Regions from separate parts of the Rattus norvegicus genome. Here region 2 is linked to region 1. A link is a contact called in public Hi-C data. All regions are on one chromosome and are shown on one strand. Each heading gives the region's core, a stretch centred on a gene start, on an enhancer-like site or on the middle of the called end of the contact. The rest is flanking DNA. Distances are from core to core; before and after follow the strand shown.

Region 1 (2,886 bases), core at 226-2,725:
CCCGATCGGTACGGCAGGTCTGGGGTGATGTTCCTGCTCACTGATCTCCCCTGGCTTTTGCTTTTGCTTTTTGCACGAAGCAGCTCCATAGAGAGCACAGTGGCTTATGTGCACTTGTGTGCTTATGTGCCTATGCCTGCCCTCTACCACGGAGTTACATGCCTGGCCCTGTGCTGGGTTTTCCATTAATCCTTGCTATTTTCTACAGCAGTGGGAGCTGCCATGATGCTATATTAAACGAAGTTGATTAATATTTTGTCCAAGCTAGCTTTCTGTGGTAGAACACTGACCAACCAGAAACAACTTGTGGGGAAGGGGTTATTTCCAGTTTATGGGTTACAGCTCTATAGTAGTAATTTTATGGGGGAGAGAGGGTTTGGTCCCACTCTAGGCAATACAGCTACCAAATAAAGGACATACAAACCTGGTATTTTTTTTTTTTTAAATAATAAACTTTTGGCACTGTGCCAAGCAGGTTCTGCGCTGTTCTAACCTACATCCCAGCCATAGGCCCCGTGCTACTTGCTCTGTTTGCTCAGCTCTGTGTGTGTGTCCTCAGGGTGATTTTTCTCTTGGTCACATCCTCATGGCGACCACCTTCTTCTTCTACCTTTGTCCTTCTCCTCGAGGTCCTACCTGAGACCGCCCCCACTACTCTATCTCAAGTTCTGCCTTCCTCTTGCTCCTGCAGTCACAGGCTCTAGCCTTTTATTATCCAATCAGAGATTAGTGGGGCATGTTCTTTACAGCACTCGGGTCAGTACAATGCCCACCTCCAGACTGCAGCCTGCTCTTGGGGCACAGAACTCAGCATCTGTATGAAAAGCACACAGGACCAACCCCAACCATAGCCCCTCATCGAGGGAAGCACATTAGGAGGAGTTCACCTATAGAAGCTGTACTAAGCTTTCTCCAGATGATTGATCTTCAAGACGCCAGAGAAGTCAGGAACGTGGACAGGACAAGGTCAGGGCTCACTCAGGCCCTGGGCAGCTCCGGTGCCTTGTGCCTGGCCTCAGTGGAACTGGTAGGATCAGCAGCAGGGGTCTGTCAGACTGAAGGGGTCTCTGGCTCTGTGGCTCAGGCTGGAACTGAAGCAGAAACCCCAGAGGAGTATAGCTTAGGCTCCTTCATGGCTTGCTCAACTTGTTTTCTTACACAATACAGGACCACCTGCCCAGGGCAGGAACCGTGGGGCCCTCCCACATTAATCATTAATCAAGAAAGTGTCCCACAGATGTGCCAACAAGCCAATCTGATGCAAGCAGCTTCTAGTTCCAGGTGACTGTAGTTTATGTCAGCTTGATAAAACACTAGTCACATACGTTGAGTTGCTACATTTCGAATTATGTATTTCTTCATTTTCCCAATGGGTTGAAGTGCTTTGTGGGACGAGCAGACACTTTGCTAGTCCAGTCTCCCCCATCTGGTCCTTTAGGTATGGACTCTTGTATCATGCCGTGTTGGGGAACATCTTGCTGCTTCTGCCCATGACGTAGGCTCTCCCTGCAACCTGTTCTGTCCCCAGTTCTGACTGCTCAGCCTCTGCTGCTTTCCTCAGTGTTTTGGCAGCAGTATGGTGGCCTGCTTTGGGGGGGAGGGTCCTCCTCAGCTTCTGCTCTTCCTTTCTGGGCACCCAGAACGTTCTAACTATACAGCCTGCGATGGTTTATCCTCTACTGAGTATGCAGGGGTTTAATACCCACTGTGGAGAGTGAAGACCTTCGTTTTTAGAGTCAGGACCTTCGGGGGACTGACTTGGATTATAGAAGGCCCTGGGCATCAGGGTAGAGGCATGAGGGGATGGCTGGTTCTCCTGTTTTGATATTTTAAAGATAGAGTCTAATGAAATTCAGGCTGGCCCCAAAGTGCCTGTGTAGCGGAGGGTGTCCTTGGATTTCTGATCTTCCTGCCGGAATCTCCTCAGCGCCTGGACTGCTTCCACACTGGGTTTACACAGTGGTAGGATTGGAGCCTAGCTCCCCGAGAGTGCTGTGCGGGCATCCTACCAACTGAGCTCCGTTCCAAGTCTCTTGGAACATTTTGAAAGGCACCGTGTCTGTATCTTCACTTAAAACAAAATGATAAAAGTAGGGACTGTGAGTGTAATTTATTTGCAGTATACACAAGGCTTCTAAAGATCTACTGGATTCCTTCACTAATTAGTTCTGAGACGATGGTAGGGGATAGAAGTCACCCGTGCTGTAAACGGGAAAGAAAGCATTTTGTGACTGCTCTAACTAAGCATTATATACCCTGATTGCCTATAACCCCCTTTTTGCTCTTCTGTGAATTTCAGGGGTGATTTTTGAACAGCTCAATCAGCGTACAGGAACCCAGAACATCTTTTGCTTGCACAGTAGTTGTAAGGGCTGAGAGATTGATGCACCTTTCAATACTTGGTCCAGCCAATGGCACCCATTGTCAATCATCTCTTGACTTCACCCAAGAATTGACCTATTTATCTTGTGAGAAATAGGGAGCAGTATCTTGAGGGTGTGGTGGGTTTGGGGCAGGGCAGGAGGTGTTAGGTTAGACTTACAAAATCATGGGCACATGGCTTTATGTTCAAAAGAACCATCTCTTCCCATCTATCCACTCTGGAGCTCAGTGGTAGCTCCTGCCTCTGAGGACCTTGTATTAATTAAAATAGTGCTTCCTTCTGTCCCCAGATGTACTCAGGCAGTTGCTAGGCGTGATTAGATAATAAAACCACTCAGCTGGGCAGCGTTACTCTCTCTGCCTTTTTTACTTTGGTTTGTAAACATTGTTGCACAGAAAGTATATTGAGGTTTAAATCTCTAGCTCTATTTATTTATTTATTTATTTATTTATTTATTTATTTATTTATTTTAAAGAAGAGTCCTCCAGATGGAATTTGTGCAA
Region 2 (2,886 bases), core at 267-2,766, 43 kb after region 1:
CTCCGTAAATCCTTGACTTGAGTCCCAGTGCCACATAACTCGGGTGTGGTAGCATGTACCGTAATCCGGCACTAGAAGTTGGGGGTAGAAGTTCAGGCCAGCCTGGAATAGATCCTGTCGTATTTGCTACTGTCGCCTCTTCCTCCTCCTCCTCCTCCTCCTCCCCCTCCTCTCCCCTCGTGCATGCCTTCTCAAGGCTGTTTCTTCTAGATCAAAGAGTCTCTTAGACGTTGTAAAGGAGACTTATTTTTCATACTCCAGTTTTCATGTATAAAGAATGAGAATACAGACAGGATAGATGAAGGGGTCCTTACGTAGGAAAATTTGCAGGTTAGAAACTGTCACTCATCCACAGTCGATTAAGTCTTAGGCTGTATACGTAGGGAGCTTGTCCACTTACTGAATCCCCTCTGAGGGTAGCTGGCCACATCACCGCCTTGTTGCTGGCCGTTCCACAGCCCCATGTCTTTTGCACTAACAGTTGGTAGGTCCAGTGTGTGTGTGTGTGTTCATTCCTTAGCTTTCCCAGTGAGAGTTACTCTTTTGTCCATCCTTTTTTGTTCGCTTGTTTGTTTATTTATTGAGGTGGTGCTAGCTTTTGAACCCAGGACTTCAGTCACTGTAGGCAAAGCCTGTATCACTGAGCTACATTCCCAGCCTCTGTTTTCTCATCTGTAAGATGGTCAGGTTGGCTGCTATGTTGTTACTGTTAATGTTCTGCATTCAGTATAGAAACTGGGTGTCTGGGAAGGTCCAGACTCCTCCTCTGGCTCCATCTTGTTGCCTCTGTTGGTCAGGAGTGGGTGGGGCAGCGCTGTGTTTCATGTTGAATGATAGATGCTGTGCAAGAGAGAAGTAAAGAGGCCACTGAAGAGCTGGCTCTCTAGCCAGAGACTCCTGAGTGTCTGCATGTGCTCATCCTCAGACCCACTGATGCTTCTCTGACTTTAGGGGTCCAAAGCAGCCTGAGATGATGATCCGTGCCGTATGCCTGTCCAAATTGCAGGCCACACATACACACTGCCAAGGATAGCTATGAATGTAGCCCAATAACAAAATTATAAACTTACTTAGAGCATAATGAGATACTTTGTGTTCTATTTTTGTTACTAGATTGACACTTGTTGATATTGGCATGTCCCAACAAAAGGCTGGACATGTCAGGAAGAAGTTTTCTCGGTGTCCACCTTACCAGATAGAGCACACAAATTATCTTTTATTTACAGTTTGGTGCTTTGCTTCTGTTGCAATTCATATGTTGCTCCCCTCCCCCATCATCTTGTTAACTTGGGCCCCGCTCCAATTACTGTCTTGTGAACCTTGAAATTCTTTGTGGTGCCCATTGCAAAATAGGACGTCCAAGCCAAGAATCTTGTAGGTTGAAAGAAGAGCGTCAACGATAAGCTAGACACAAGGCTTGATCTTGATGATATTTATAGTCATAAACACCTAGCATACAAACAACTGCAGGGGTGAGTGTGGTAGCACACCACATCTTTGATTCTAGCACTGGGAAGGCAGAGGCAAGTGGATCAATCAGTTCTAGGCCAGTCTGGTCTACATAGAGAGTTGAGACCAGCCAGCTCATGCCACAAATAAGCAACTAAACAAATGGATCAGACTCAAGGCTCAGAGGGTAAAAGCACTTGTCCTACAAACATTTCAGTCCTCTATCTAGACAGAGACATGGTATGGTACCTTGGCTGCACTCTATTGCTCCTGTGAGATGAGAGGTGGAGGCAGGAGAGTTTCCAGAAGCTCAATGGCTGGCTTGCATGGTCCATGCAGTGCTGACTAGCAAGGAGGAAGCAAGGACCAGGAACCAAGGTTATCCTGTGTTCTCCACTCCTGTTTTGTGGCACATGCTCGTGACACACACACACCACACACACACACACCATACACACACACACACCATACACACACACACCACACACACACACCACACACACACACACCATACACACACACACACCACACACACACACCATACACACACACACACACACCATACACACACACACACACCATACACACACACACACACCATACACACACACACACACACACACACACACACACACACACCCTCCCTAGTGGGCAGAGAAAGTGTCTTTAGGGTAAACAGATTCCCGTTTAATCCCACATGGAAAATAAATAGCCCTGGATAAATTAACTTTTTTTTTTTTTGTACTACTTTGAGACAGGAAACATGTTGTCTTGTTGTTTCTCTTAATGGTGACTGTGCTTTATTTGCATGTCATTTAAAAAATTAACTGAATTCATTGTATGGCTGTCCCCTGAAGTTTTGTGTGGATCACGGTGTCATTTGGCTGACCGTTACATCACGGTTGACATTTTTGTGACAATAGTTAGTATATGATATCTGCCCTCTACATTCAGGATTGAAGCATTTCCACGGCCAATGTGCTGAACCTTGGAGGTTTTCAGGTATTCCAACCCAGCTGTAAAGGAGACCCTTTAGCCAGAGTCCACCTCTGTGCTCCCTACCTTCCCCATGTACTGCTTTCAGCTTCCAAAACCATCATGCTGATGTCTTCTGAAGGATGTGTCCTGGTAAATGTTTCAGCTTATGTGGGTCCTGTAAGTCTTGCCCTAACACAGGAACCATTAGAGAACAAAGTGTGCTCTATGTCTTAACTATTAAATAGAGCCTTTCTAAGATACTGCTATTTCTAAGGGCCACTGGGCCCCAGAGGGGTGCAGGGGCGAGGTCCTCACTGACTACTTTTAGCAGCCACAGTTGTTGTAGCCTGTCTGTCATCTGGGTTGGCCAGGCCTGGCTGTTTGCTGCTGGTCTCATGAGGCCAGTGTCTAGGGATCTCTTCAACAAGCAGAGACATGCTGTTACCCCGAGCAGGTTTG

The links. Hi-C and Micro-C count contacts between places; a contact is called where the count stands out from the background.
Region 2: a Hi-C map of liver shows a contact between it and region 1, with 2.3 times the contacts expected there. The contact joins two enhancer-like sites. A contact is called at or near these places in 3 of 12 Hi-C or Micro-C datasets (hepatocytes and liver).

Annotation. Positions count from the first base shown.
Region 1 is chr19:71,989,771-71,992,656 of GRCr8, forward strand. The region is part of intron 1 of Pard3 (par-3 family cell polarity regulator); the gene reads left to right. Among named protein-coding and RNA genes, the nearest start is that of Pard3, 14 kb to the left of the region's middle. Within about 2 kb of position 1,476, at least 6 of the 93 cell types and tissues checked have an H3K27ac peak or open chromatin away from gene starts, as enhancers often do. A contact at or near this core is called in liver, where this site is marked.
Region 2 is chr19:72,032,310-72,035,195 of GRCr8, forward strand. All of the region lies in intron 1 of Pard3 (par-3 family cell polarity regulator), which reads left to right. Among named protein-coding and RNA genes, the nearest start is that of Pard3, 56 kb to the left of the region's middle. Within about 2 kb of position 1,517, at least 2 of the 93 cell types and tissues checked have an H3K27ac peak or open chromatin away from gene starts, as enhancers often do. A contact at or near this core is called in liver, where this site is marked.